Regions from separate parts of the Mus musculus genome. Here regions 2 and 3 are each linked to region 1. Evidence: chromatin contacts called from public HiChIP or PLAC-seq data. All regions are on one chromosome and are shown on one strand. The core of a region is the stretch at or near the end of the contact, and the rest is flanking DNA. Distances in the headings are between cores, read along the strand shown. Region 1 overlaps Reps2 (RALBP1 associated Eps domain containing protein 2). Region 2 has its middle 3.8 kb from the start of Txlng. Region 3 holds the start of Syap1 (synapse associated protein 1).

Region 1 (4,902 bases), core at 1,355-3,854:
GAAGATTTAAGAGAAATTTTGATCTGATGAACTCGTTGCAGAGAATCAGTTTGATAGAGAAGTCCCAATTTGTGTATATTTAAAAAACCATCTATACCTTCACTATAAGAAGAGTATTTACTAGAACATGGGAACACCCTGAGCTCTGCCAGGACACGGAGCTCATGCCAATGAGACGCTGTGCTTTAGTAGAAGCGGTAATCATCTACACATCACTACCAGGCAAGTCTGCCTTGATTTAAACTGCATACAGATCGAGAAAACATTTCAGGAAATTCTATTGATAGTTCGCTTACATACATCAGTGGAAAGGCCCTTGTAGCTCCCCTCATGACGGCTGAGACAATCTGCTGTCACCTGTGCTGAAGCAAAGGCGTGTTTCCTACATTTTGTTCCTCGGCTTTCCTAGGAGGACACACCCTACCTACCTCACAGGAAGTAAAGGAAAAGGCCGTCCTCTCTGACACCTCTGGCCCCAGTGCAGCTATACAGCTCTGCTGACTCAAAACTAATTCCCAGAAACTCCAAAGCAGCCCACCCACAAGCCCCACGGCTCTATACCCCTACCCAGCACCCAAACATCATTCAGATTTGGAGTCTTCTGAATTGAACCCTAAGAACACAAGGATAAACTCCCATAGAAGGTTCTGGCCAGGGGCTGGTCACTGAGCTCTGACCTCAAAAACACACATAATGTGTCAGGAAAATAGCAGTGATCTTACTTTAAAATTACCATGATATAGAGGACAAGACTGCAGCCAGGCAGGCTCACAGTGGGCAGTCTGCAGTTGAAGCATTTTTGTTCTCCTACTTAAAAAAAAAAAAAAAAAAAACGAACTTCATAATTCTTGATTCTTGGCAGTGTGGGAAAGTCTCCAGCCCCATATGCTATGCATCTGTCTGGGATTTTTTTTTCCTGCCCAAGAATATCATAGCAACATAAAGACTTGCATGGCAAGGAAAGCTGCCAGGTCTGTGTGCTCTTTTCCCTAACACAGAGGCCTCTGCAGCAGGGATGTATGTGCACTGGCTCCAACAGGCAAGGGAACAGCTTGGGTAGATGCAGAGGGACACTTCACCTGGCGCACTGGGCAGGAAGACTTTATTCAGATCCAAGGAGGAGGCTCTGGAATGGGTTTTCTGTGGCCGTGGTGGTGGGGTGGGAGGGTCCTCACCCCTTTTCATGGCCTCTTCTATGGAGGTGCTAGAGTAAGATCTGTAGCAAAATAAGGGAAGGTCAGAGCAAAAGAGCAGAGCTTTATTCCCTGAAGCTGGGTGGAAACAGAGAATACCCCAATGTCAAAATGACTGCAGAGAACAGGCAAGGTGCCAAAGGGCAGCTAGAAATTCTACTGTCCCTTAAATGCCATTGCGTATAATAATTGTCCAAACCCAGCCATTACTGGGATCTTTTGCCCTTAGTATATTATTAGGCCTAAATTTACAACTTCTCCAAAAATGGTTTATATAAATTCAAATCAGTTTCTGTGATAGTTGTTAATAAGAACAATGTGTAAATAAGCCTTTCAGCTTGCAGCCTTCTGTGTTTGAGGAAAAGGGCTTCATGGTATTAACTGATTAAAACCCTGGTTTACTCACAGTGTGATCGCAGGCAAATGTGGAATTGAGACAGCCACACTGACCAAGAACTCAAACACAAGGCTTATACCACAAACGATGCTTCATTCAGAAAGGGAAACACAGCAATCAGCTTCAGGAGGTAAGCCAGCCTTGTCCTAAGAGGGTTTATGGAAATTTTCAAAGCAAAGGCTTAACTTGAACTTTCTTTAAAGTGCTTTAAAGTGAGGCAAAGCACAGCTAACTTGGTGACTTCTGACACTATAATAATAGCATTTAAAAAAAATGGAAGGAAAAAGCCAGAATCTTGCAAACTCTGATCTGTTTCAGTTTTTAAGGTGTTGGTTCAGTGCTTGTGAAACAGAGAGTAAATCTTCCTGGAGTAGTAGCTAGGATATTGGCAACATACTTGTTTTCTATGTTAATGCAATAACATACTTTTTGGTTTATTAATATGGACGAGTTCCTAATATGATGATCAGGAAAAACACGGAGATATGTGTGTCCATCTCTGCTGTTCACTTTCTCAGCTGACTTCATGACAAAGCAGAAAGCAGAAAATTACCTCTGAAGCAAGATACATCTGAGAAAGAAATTACCTTCAGGAAACTTGCTTTTGTAATTAGCTATTACAACAGTTCTTACTAAATCAGAGTTGATCGATGGCTATTAAACTCCTTTAGTTTTGGTAAAGCTGTTTTTGACAAAGCAAAGTTTTGCTTGCTTTGAACTTTTGTTAGGTCTGTTCTTTGACCACTTCATATATGTGTAATGTGCATGTGGATTATTACAGCCCCCTCTCTAAATTCCCTCCCATTTCTACTATTCCTGCTTCTTCCCAAGTCTCCTTCCCACATTCATGAGGTTTTTTGCTTGTTATTTTGTTTTGTTTCTTTGCTCATTAGACCCACTGAGGTTTATTGTGTGACTACAGACTTGAAACTTTCGATTTGTGCCTGGTGAACTCCTTGGTGGGTATGCAACTAGACACAATGGCTGCTCTTCTTCCAGAATCCGTCAGTAACCAATAGTTCAGCAGGGAGGGGCAGGGTCCCAAGAGGTCCAATTCATAGTCAAATGTTGCTAGGCAATGTTTTTCTTTTCAAAAAACAAAAGCTTCCCAAAGGTCTTTCTGTGGTGTCTACAGGTTTTGTTTGTCTTGCAAGGAAGCAGTCTTTAAGTCAACCATAATAATGGTTTGGGGGAATTCTCTTTGTTTGATTCTTGTACTGTATCTGGCTAGACAGTCAAGGCAAACAAAGACTAGAGCTAAGGGAAAAATTCTCTAACTCTGTCAAACAGAACCAAAGGGAATCAACAACTGTTCATCAAGTAAGCTAGAGTTCCTAGCTAGAAGTTTAAAAAAAAAAAGCTTTCTATGCCATGTACAGCTTTGGTGACATGTTCTACACAAGGAAGAAAAAATAAGTATAGAAACATAAGTGTATCAGTTTGTGTGAGCATGCATATGCTTGTACACATATATACATACTATCCCATACTCATATATGTACATACATATACATACTATCCCACACTTCCTTCCTGTATATGATCTCCATGTTTATATTTTTACATGGAAAGGTAATCAATATCAAATAAGTAAGACTGTATGGCATGACTGTGACCAGGTAAACCAAAACATAATGTGCAAGGGATCGGCAAAATGATGGACAACATCATAGCAGAATGGTCATTTTCCCTCTTACCCTTATACTTCTACAAATTCTTACCACTTGACAAATGAGAATAAAGATGGTTTGACAGTCTTGATCTCAGTAAATAATCCGTTAGAAATAAGGAAAATAAAATTATCCATATTGGACCAAGGGTCCAACCTCTGAAAGAATAATACATTAAATTTGTCCAGTCCATTACTAGTGGAGGATGTGCCTTTGGGATTTTGTACTTTCATTCATAGTGAGAGGAGAGAAGAACTCATCAAAAGCTATATTATGAAGTTCAATTCAATGGCTAATATCGTATATATCAAAGCCATATTTATGAAGTTGTTTGTGGCTAATATAGTATACATCAGCTCATTTCTGCAATTCATGGAAGGCCTTTCTTTTTTAAAAAGAGATTATTTGTTTGTTTGTTTATGTATATGAGTACATTGTTGCTATCTCCAGGCACACCAGAAGAGGGCATCAGATCCCACTGCAAATGGTTGTGAGCCACCATGTGGTTGCTGGGAATTAAACTCAGGACCTCTGGAAGAGCAGTCAGTGCTCTTAACCACTGAGCCATCTATCCAGCCCATGGAAGGCCTTTCTTATTGTAAATGTAGGTTAATATTATCATTTCTGTATCCCAGAGCTAGTACAGACTAATATGTAAAGAATCTGCCAATCCTTAAAAGAAAAAAGAATGATTAAATATGGTCACCAAAGAAAAAGTGACCATACTTTTCTTTTTACTGAAATTGTTGTTTAAAATATATATTAATATAAGTATCTGTGGCCTATATGAACAAGAAAGTGAAGCCTAAATTGTTTGATTTACATTTAGGTAGTGTTCCTTAACTTTCAAGTGCATAAAATATGATATGGTTTAAATCAACTTGCGGAGTGGTGGAGAGGAGCTGAAGCTGAAGGAGGAAAAGAAGTCCCTGAGGGTTAGAGCCAAGCAAAGCAAACAAACAAACAAAAAACACAACCAACCATGTGGTAGCCCATACTACACTACAGCTCTACTGCTTAAAAGTGGCCCCGATATTTCTTGTCTTCAGTGTCCTAGCTCTTTCGGTGTCTCTGGATTTCCCCTCTGCTCCTCCATTCCAAAGCTGATAACAGCCACGCTCTGTTCTTTTGGTTCTCCTCTTTTGTTGATGGCTATTTTAGAACTGTGAAGCTGAGAAAAGACACCAAGAATGGCTCACACAGACTCTAGGTAGTGCTTACCTGAAGCCCGGTGCCTCCTTGAAGTCACCATAAACATTTTCCCTTCTATAGATTTTCTGTTCCTGAGTTCTTACTGTTTCGGTGTTCACATTCACAGAAATGTTAGTTGTTGCCTTTTAGCCCTAATTCTCTCTTAACAAAGCTATACACCTACCCCAGCTCAGTCATGTTACACAAACTACTTCCTGTCAGGGGTCCAGATAACACCTAGCCACCATCTTCTAGCACTAATGCCCACAAAGACTAAAAGGCTCTCCAGCATCACTGTGTAATCGAGGCAGGCCACTCTTGAGAAGTGAAATGACCCACATCTTTAGATTTAAATCGAAAGGTAAACCAGATAGTGATTTGGATGTGGTTTGGGGGATTTTTATTTACTTCTAGGCAGGGAAAAGGCACAACAGGCACCAAATGAGAAATT
Region 2 (4,659 bases), core at 103-2,602, 330 kb after region 1:
CTCTCCAGCCCAAAGTTTTGGGGGTTTTTTTGGACTTAGAAAGAAAATCTCATTTACAGTTCATACGTTTATAACAGATGTCAGAAAATTACTCCTTAACCTGCTGTGGTGTTGCAACCTTTGGAGACCCCCATGCAGGAGACAGAGACAGGTGCATCTCTGTGAGTTTGAGGCTAGTCTGGCCTACTTAATGAGTTTCAGGCCCAGCCAGTATTACATAACCCCGTCTCAAAAAAAAAAAAAAAAAAAAAAAGGAAAGAAAGAAAAGAAAAGAAGCCTGGCACTGGTGTATAACAGGACAGCTGGACTACATAGAAAAACCCTATTTCAAAAAAACAAAAGGGAAAAAAAGGGAGAAAGAAAAGAAAATTGCTCCTCAATATGTTAATTTTTTCAGGAGATTTGAGAGTATAGTTACTTCTGATTGTTTAGTATGCCAACTAGGCATGCCTGTAATCCCAGCTTTGGGGGAGTCAAAATTACAACTAGAAAAGAGAATCTTGGCTACATAGTTACAAGGCCAGGCAGAGTAGTGCGGTCAAGCCAGCCTGGTCTACAAAGTGAGTTCCAGGACAGCCAGGGCTATACAGAGAAACCCTGTCTGGAAAAACAAACAAACAAAAAAAGGCTAGTCTTGCTTAATATCTACATACCAAGTTCCAGGCCAACCAGAGCTATCACAGTGAGACCCTGTCTCTCTCTCACACACACACCTCAAGAAAGAATGCACTGTAGCACAAATGATAAAGTAACTTGAGAAGGGGGGTAGGGCGGGGGATACACTGTAGCACAAATGATAAAAGTACTTGAAACCTGGGCTCAAACAAAGAATAAACTGTAGCAACAATGATAATGTAACTTATAAAACTATACAAAAGATAGCTTTTGCCAGGTCACACACACACACACACACCCTTCATGAATCAAACCAATTTGTTTTGATTTTTTGTTTGTTTGTTTGAGACAGGGGTTTCTTTACATAGCTCTGACTGTCTCGGAACTCCCTAGACCAGGCTAACCTAGACCTCACAAAGATCTGCCTTTCTCTGCAACCTAAGTGCTGAGATTGAAGGCATTTGCCACTTGGCTCCTTTTCTATTTCTGAAAGTATAATTTGATTACAAAATGCTTCCCTTCCCTTCCCTTCCCTTCCTTCAAACCTTCCCAACCACCCCACATTGCCCTCCAGCCACTGCTAGCTAATGTATTCTATTGAGAGCTCAGATTCCAGGCCTAACAGATTCAAGTCTTTGTTTCTGAGTCTTAAAGGGGCACTCCATACAGTCTTCGGTGATTGTTTTCACCTTTGTTCCAGGAAGTATCTGTTTAAAGCACAGTGCTTGTAAATTTGCTTGACAATAGAGTAAAGGCCGTGCAAACCACAGCTCCCAGCAAGCCGGAATTCTCTAGGGCTCACAGAGGGCTGGAGCTCTGACCTTGGTAAGTGGTCTGTTTATTCAAAGGACCTTATTTATTATTTGCATTGTTTTTCATTGGGGGAAGGAGCTGAAGAGGTGGCTTCCCAGTTAAGAGTGCTTGGGGCTCTTGCAGAGGACTGCAGTTAGGTTCCTAGCACCTGCGCCATGCAGCTCACAATTACCTGTAACTAAAATTTCAGGGCATCTCACACCTTCTTTTTTTTTTTTTTTTTTTTTTTTGGTTTTTCTAGACAGGGTTTCTCTGTATAGCCCTGGCTGTCCTGGAACTCACTTTGTAGACCAGGCTGGCCTTGAACTCAGAAATCCGCCTGCCTCTGCCTCCCAAGTGCTGAGATTAAAGGCGTGCGCCAGCATGCCGGGCTCATCACCCACCTTCTTATCGCCTCCTAGGGCATCTGCATGCATGTGCACATGCTAACTACAGGCACATACACACACAAGTACATATAAGAAAGTTTTAATCGTGATAAAAATAAATCTTGAATTTTTCTTTTCTTTTTTTCTCCAGTGATGAGGACAGAACCCAGAGGGACTTCTGCATGCCATCAAGGGCTCAACGACTGAGCCACGTTCCAGGCCCATTCAGAACCTTATTAGTCTTGGACATGTGGCACAAAACTGCTCCTGTGCCTATGAAGCCCAGTTCTGAGCTTTCATATGTTCTAGCCATCATTTTTGCGAATCAGGAAGCGTTCTAGACAGACTCATCACTACTGCAGAGGGAGAATTCTGCTGCTGCTGCATTAGGTATCTAGGACGTGGACACCCTCAGAACTCATAGCTGGAGGCAAGACTATTAAGATATTTAAACTGTGATATTCTTCTTCCCTTGGTTTTGTTTAAAATTTTAACTTTTGAGGCTATTTTTGAATACATAGCATCTCACTCTAGAGTCCAGGCTAGCTTGAACTGGCAACAATACTTCTACCTCCCCCTCCCAAGTGCTATGAGTATAGCTATGAGCCACACCACACCTCCATTCCTACCATTTATTTTGTCTTTCATTCTTCTTTTCTTTTCTTTCTTTCTTTCTTTCTTTCTTTCTTTCTTTCTTCCTTCCTTCCTTCCTTCCTTCCTTCCTTCCTTTCTTTCTTTCTTTCTTTCTTTCTTTCTTTCTTTCTTTCTTTCTTTCTTTCTTTCTTAAGATGGATCTTCCTTTGTAGTCCTAGCTGGCTAGCCTGTCCATGTAAACCAGGCTGGCTTCAAACTCATAGAGACCAACTTGCTTCTGCCTCCCAAACACTGTTTTTAAAGGCATGCACTTCCATATTCAGCTAGTTTTAAACTTCTCATCAAATTGCATCAGGCTGTGTGGGTTTGATGAGAGAGAGAGAGAGAGAGAGAGAGAGATATTTGTATTCTGTGATACACATTGATAATAAGGAACCATTTTTGTTCATTTTGGTTTTGTTTACTTTATATGTCAGATCTGAGAGCTTGGGTAATTGATATCTGCCCAGAGAAAAAGGGTAACTTGGATTTCCCCTCCAGGAAGCCCAAATCCCAGGCAGTGTCCTAGGTGCTCATGTTACAAATTTTGGACTTCTGTGATAGTGAGGGCAAGGATGGGGCATGGGATATATGTATCCTCGATACCTACAAAATGCCAGGCATAGAGAAAGCTCTCAACACGTACTTGCTGAGAAAAAAGGGGGAGGATAAGATCCCTTGTACTCAGGCATGGTGATTCATGACTTTAATACTGGTACTCTGGAGGCAGAAGCAAGAGCATTGCCCAAAATTTGAGGACAGTCTGGTCTTCAAAGTAAGACTCTGTCTCAAAGAAGAGGAGGAGAAGGAGGAGGAACTGAGGAGATGGCTCGGTTGATAAAGTGCTTGCTAGGCGCCAGGCATAGTGGCACAGGCCTTTAATCTTGGGAGGCAGAGGCAGGCGGATTTCTGAGTTCCAGGCCAGCCTGATCTACAAAGTGAGTTCCAGGACAGCCAGGGCTATACAGCGAAACCCTGTCTCGGAAAAAAAAAAGTGCTTGGTAGGCAAACACACAAACACAAAGACCCAAGTTTCATCCCCAGCACCCATATGAAGAACTAGGCTTGGGCTGGAGAGATGACTTACCCACTAAAACCATTTGCTATTGTTGTAGAGGAATTGTGTTGGGCTTCCAGCTCACAATCATCCATAACTCCAGTTCCAGGGGACCTGATGCTCTCTCCTGAGTGGCACCAGCCACTCATGTGGTATACATACACACAGGCAAAACACTCCTGTATATATAATCTAAATGTAAATAAAGCAAGCCAGGCTTTACAGCACATGCCAGTAAATGAGGGATAGAGGAAGAGATTGGTGAATCCTGGAGCTTGCTGGCTAAGCAGCCCAGCCTAGCCTTATCAATGACTTCCAGGTTCTAGTGAGAGATCCTAACTCAAACAACAAGATGAAGATGCCTGAAGAGGAATGGCATTCCAAAGCTGTCCTCTGGTCTACAAACACATACACACATGTACACACCCCTCACACATATGGGAAGGAGAGATCCCCTAAATCAGTAAAATTCAATGGTAATATATTCTCTAAATCGTTCAGATGAGGGCCAGAAAGGGTTCCTCAAGTCCCTTTCTTTGGACTTCTTGGATTGTTTTGGGCAATGATGTTCCTCTCTATCACTGGGAGGAGCCCAGGCAGCCTGGAGTTCAAAGCTCTCCCTAGGATGAAGTTGGTAGCAGCATTGTATTTACACATTCATCAATTGAACACTGGCTGAGCACCTCTCCCACTGAGTGAGCACTGACCATGGCCTTCTGTAGAATAAAGAATTCTCAACCCGGGCATGAGGGTGTCTACCTGTAATCCCAGCACTGGGTTGAGGAAAGAGAGAGAGAGAGGAGGATCAGGAGTTCAAGTTTATCTTCTTCTGTATCCTGTATCTCAAGTTCAAGACACCCTTGACCTTTGTGAAACTCTGCTGAAGAAGAAGAAGGAGAAGGAGAAGGAGAAGGAGAAGGAGAAGGAGAAGGAGAAGGAGAAGGAGAAGGAGAAGGAGAAGGAGAAGAAGAAGAAGAAGAAGAAGAAGAAGAAGAAGAAGAAGAAGAAGAAGAAGAAGAAGAAGAAGAAGAAGAAGAAGAAGAAGAAGAAGAAAAGAAGAAGACAGAAGGATAAGATAGCCCAGCAGGTAAAAGGGCCTGCCATGCCAGTTTGGTGACCTAAAGTCTATCCCTGGAACCCATGATGGGATGACTGAACTGACTTCTAAAAGTT
Region 3 (4,772 bases), core at 315-2,814, 380 kb after region 1:
CAGTAATCGGGAGAGAGGAAGGAGGGCTGGGTTCAAGGCCAGCCTTGGCCATATGAATTTGAAGCCAGCTTTGGCTATCTCAAAAAGAACAAAAAGCCTCACAAAATTTAGTAGATATTTTTGTTGCAATTCTCTTATGTTTACTTCTGCTTAGGGCCCACCTCCCCCCAAATCACATTCTTTAACTATGTAAGCCTGCCAAAGTCTCTCGAGAATTAATACAGCAGGTATTTATATTCTTAAGAACTACTGTTTGTTCAACTGGATAATAAAATTGGAAAGTGAAATCAGGTAGATTTTTGGCTCAAAATCTACTTGTACTACTATCAGTAAAACGCTGGACTTGTTTCCCCAACCCCTTGGGGATTGTGAATAGATGAAATGAGGGATTTATTATTCACCAAAGATCTAGCACTGGAACTTGAGTATAGCAGACAATTGGCACCTTCTTTCCCACCTTAAGGGAAAAAGGTCCTGCTGAAAGGGGAAAAGAAAAAAAAATACTGATCGCGAAGCGACAGGGAAGCAGAGGTGAGAGGATCAAGGTCATCCTTGACTTTATGGCAAGTTCGAAACCATCTAGGGCTGATTGAGACCCTGCTTCAAAAAAATCAAAAGAAGGCATGAATGACTATGGCTCGAGTAACTTTTTTTTTGGACAGGGTTTCTCTGTATAGCCCTGGCTGTCCTGGAACTCACTCTGTAGACCAGGCTGGCCTCGAACTCAGAAATCTGCCTGCCTCTGTCTCCTGAGTACTGGGATTAAAGGCGTGAGCCACCACCACGGCTCGAGTAACTTAACGAAGTTACTTTAGACAATACCTTTCAGTCCTTTCTTGGGACAAAAGGCATTTTTCTAAACCAATTCTAGCTGGGAGTCAGAGTTGGAGATTCAAATGAACGTTTTCAAGTTGAACAAACCGAATTCCTTGTCAAAACCCTGAAGACAGCAGCACACTGATCGCTTTCCGGCTTCCCAAGTTTACAAACTTTGCAGGAAAGCGACAAGTCCTTAGGCACGTCGAGGAGATGAAGTGACTGCTTGGTGAACTTTGGCGTTGTCCAGCTCCTTAGCCAACTAGCCCATGTCAGAGAGGACCGTCCCCCTCCTCGTACATCAACATCCCCGCGTCCCCTCCCAGTCCACTCTCAGGTCCCAGAGAGAACTCACTGCCAAGGCCTTTGGCCTGGTGGAGGAACTGTGGGTCCTCCGTCGGCGGCTGCTGCTGCTGCTCCTCAGTGGGCTCCACGGGCCGCTCGGGGCTCTCCTCAGAAGGCGCGGCTCCCGCGGACAGCTTGTCCCCGTCCCGGCTGGGAGGCTCTTCTCCCTCCGCCGCCGCCCCCTCGGGCGGCTTCAAGCCCAGCCAACTGCTCAACCCTCCGAACATCCCGCCCGCGGGGTCACCGCCGCCTCTGCCGCGGTCCCCTCGCCCAAGAGCCCTGGCACCCTTAACCACTGGCTGATCCGACTCCGCTGGTCTTCGAGGGAGACTGACCGGAACCGGAGACCTCCCGAAGCTTGGCCCACCCTCTCTGACGGCGGCTCAGCTGGCCGCGCATGCGTCATGTCCGGCTAAGGCTCCGCCCCCTCTGCATCGACTCCCCGCCTCCCCGCCTCCCCGCCTCCCCGCCTCCCCGCCTCCCCGCCTCCCCGCCTCCCCGCCTCCCCGCCTCCCCGCCTCCCCGCCTCCCCGCCTCCCCGCCTCCCCGCCTCCCCGCCTCCCCGCCTCCCCGCCTCCCCGCCTCCCCGCCTCCCCGCCTCCCCGCCTCCCCGCCTCCCCGCCTCCCCGCCTCCCCGCCTCCCCGCCTCCCCCTGCTTTTGGAAAAGAGGCTAAGGGCCAAAAGGGTTTTCTCCGCTGAGCTCTTCTTGCTCTCTACCCACTTTTCTATTTTCCCCAGCTTTGTTTTTTGTTTGTTTGTTTGTTTTGTTTTGTTTTTGGCTTTTTCAAGACAGGGTTTCTCTGTGTAGCCCTGGCTGTCCTGGAACTCACTTTGTAGACCAGGCTGTCCTCGAACTCAGAAATCCGCCTGCCTCTGCCTCCCAAGTGCTGGGATTAAAGGCGTGCGCCACCACGCCCGGCTTATTTTCCCCAGCTTTATAGGTGTGTGGTTGGCATCTTTGGGGGCTCTCCTACCTGGTCTCACTTTGTGATTACCTCGAGATGACAGCCTCCTTTTTTAGGGCCAGCTGGACCGGGTTACACCCCCACCCTTGGAAAAGGAGGCCTCAAGCCTCCTCCTGAGTTTAACCCAAAGCTGGGAGTAATGCATAGTGATTTAGGCCAGCCTGGGCTACCTAAGTTCTTGTGTCAAGAGCAGAACATTAAAAAAAAAAAAAAACCTAAAGGAAAAAAGGAAGGAAATCAGCTGAGCGTGGTGGCACATGCCTTTAATCCCAGCCCTCGGGAGGCAGAGGCAGGAGGATTTCTGAGTTCGAGGCCAGCCTGGTCCACAAAGTGAGTTCCAGGACAGCCAGAAAAACCCTGTCTCAAAATACCAAAAAAAAAAAAAAAAAAAAAAGAAAGAAAGAAAGAAAGGAAATTAATTGTAAGGAAGAAGTTGGGGTGGGGTACTTATAGATTAAAAATTGGTTTACAGTGGGTAGGTAAAATGGATTAGCAGGTAAAGGTACTTGCCACCAAGTTTGGCAACCTGAGTTTGATTCCTGGTACCTATCTGATAAAACTGACCCTTGCAGGTTCTCTGTCCTCTGATCTCTACACAGGCTCTGTGACTACCTATACCATAAATAAAATTTAAAGTATTTCACACAATAGCTTAGAGAACTTACTGGGACTGAAGCTCAGTCAGTGGTAGACTGCTAAAACACATGCCCAACACAGCAAATCATGCGCACACATATGGAATAGACCTGGCTGAATGGGGTGATACATGCTTGTATTCTCAGCATTCAGGAAGCTGAGGCAGGAGGATCTTGAGTTCAACACAAGCCAGAGCTACATGAGACCCTTTCCCAAACAACCAAATGAGTGGCACTTAGAATTTAAAACCCTGGTAGTTTACGTGCTCAGCCCTGATCTCCACATGGCAGAAGAAAATAGCCCACTCCTGAAACTTGTTCTCTTGTCTGTATCAGTGTGCATTGTGTTCTCCCCAAACCCCACACACTAAATAAAGCATAATAAAGATTAAAATAGGGCTGGAGAGATGGCTCAGCGGTTAAGAGCACTGACTGCTGTTCCAAAGGTCCTGAGTTCAAATCCCAGCAACCACATTGTGGCTCACAACCATCTGTAATGAGATCAGATGCCCTCTTCTGGTATGTTTGAAGATAGCTGAAGTATACTTACATATAATAAATAAATAAATAAATAAATAAATCTTAAAAAAGATTAAAATAAGAAAACCCTCGAATACTCATTTAAAGACAGGGTCTCAAAGCCTAGCACAGTGGCACACACTTTTAATCCCAACACTTGGGTGGCAGAGGCAGTCAGATCTGAGTTCAAGGCCAGCCTCACCTATATAGTACAGCTAGGGTTACACAGTGAGGGTTTTTCTTTTTTTCTTTTAAATATAGGGTCTCAAGTAATCAGGCTGGCCTTGTCTTGGATTCTCTACCACACTCACCAAGCCTTTCTTATCTGATTCTGGGAATCAAACTCGCTGCCTTCTCTATGCTAGGTCTATACTATACCGATGGAGCTACATACTCACAGTCCACAACTGTGCATTTTATTTGAATACTAATTCAGCAAACACATTTAAAAATGATGACACACGGGCTGGTGAGATGGCTCAGTGGGTAAGAGCACCCGACTGCTCTTCCGAAGGTCCAGAGTTCAAATCCCAGCAACCACATGGTGGCTCACAACCATCTGTAACAAGATCTGACGCCCTCTTCTGGAGTGTCTGAAGACAGCTACAGTGTACTTACATATAATAAATAAATCTTAAAAAAAATGACTCTTAATTAAAAAAAATGATGACACACATATAAATGGTAACTTGGACCTTAGGAAGCTGATGAGATCAAGGAATTGTGAAATCATGTTTAAATTGTGGTCAAAATTCAAAATTTATCATCACCCATTTTCTTTTCTTTTTTTGGGGGGGGTTGTTTTTTTTTTTTTTCTGGTTTTTCGAGACAGGGTTTCTCTGTGTAGCCCTGGCTGTCCTGGAACTCTGTAGACCAGGCTGGCCTCAAACTCAGAAATGTGCCTGCCTTTGCCTCCCAAGTGCTGGGATTAAAGGCGTGCACCACTGCTGCCTGGCTATCACCCATTTTCAAAGTCAGTAATTTAGTAGTATTAAGCACATTCACATGACTTTGCAACCAATAGCCAGAACTTTTCATCTTGCAAGCTGAAATTCATACACTGCTTCCATTCTCTGCAACTAAACTTCTAGCAAACATCATTTTACTTCATCTTTATGGACTGGTCTGCCTACTGTAGATACTTATGTTCAGGGCTGGGTGCTGCCAATATGAGAGTAGTAGGTTTTTTGCCTAGCAAGAATGAGGCACTAGGGTCAAACCCCAGTCCATGGAGGACGGGAACTTGGTGTGATTATACAGTATCTGTCTTTTTGTGATTGCTTCCTCTTCCTCCTCCTCTTCCTCCAAGACAGGGTTTCTCCCTGTAGCCCTGGCTGTTCTAGAACTCACCTTGTAGACCAGACTAACCTCTATCAAACTCAAAGACATCCACCTGCCTCTGTCTCCTGAATGCTGGGATTAAAGGTATGTGCCATCATTGGGAACTCATGATTGGCTTCTTTATTGAGTATAATATCCACAAAGGTCATCC

The links. HiChIP or PLAC-seq counts read pairs in DNA pulled down with a chosen protein or histone mark.
Region 2: a contact with region 1 is called in an H3K27ac HiChIP or PLAC-seq map of embryonic stem cells, with 5 read pairs. The contact joins two enhancer-like sites. A contact is called at or near these places in 1 of 39 promoter capture datasets (cranial neural crest) and 3 of 115 datasets of contacts at active chromatin or transcription factors (bone marrow-derived macrophages, embryonic stem cells and microglia).
Region 3: a contact with region 1 is called in an H3K27ac HiChIP or PLAC-seq map of embryonic stem cells, with 2.5 times the contacts expected there. The contact joins the promoter of Syap1 here to the enhancer-like site in region 1. A contact is called at or near these places in 3 of 39 promoter capture datasets (hippocampal neurons, pre-B cells and stem cell-derived epiblast-like cells), 2 of 484 Hi-C or Micro-C datasets (cortical neurons and embryonic stem cells) and 1 of 115 datasets of contacts at active chromatin or transcription factors (embryonic stem cells).

The regions. Positions count from the first base shown.
Region 1 is chrX:162,502,692-162,507,593 of GRCm38.p6, forward strand. It overlaps Reps2 (RALBP1 associated Eps domain containing protein 2), which reads right to left. Exons shown (of 18, transcript NM_178256.4): 13 at 1,080-1,216. Among named protein-coding and RNA genes, the nearest start is that of Reps2, 140 kb to the right of the region's middle. Within about 2 kb of position 2,605, at least 8 of the 459 cell types and tissues checked have an H3K27ac peak or open chromatin away from gene starts, as enhancers often do. A contact at or near this core is called in embryonic stem cells, where this site is marked.
Region 2 is chrX:162,830,964-162,835,622 of GRCm38.p6, forward strand. No RefSeq gene overlaps it. Among named protein-coding and RNA genes, the nearest start is that of Txlng, 3.8 kb to the left of the region's middle. Within about 2 kb of position 1,353, at least 25 of the 459 cell types and tissues checked have an H3K27ac peak or open chromatin away from gene starts, as enhancers often do. A contact at or near this core is called in embryonic stem cells, where this site is marked.
Region 3 is chrX:162,886,898-162,891,669 of GRCm38.p6, forward strand. Syap1 (synapse associated protein 1) reads right to left here and starts at 1,565. Exons shown (of 9, transcript NM_025932.2): 1 at 1,172-1,565. The coding sequence starts at 1,388.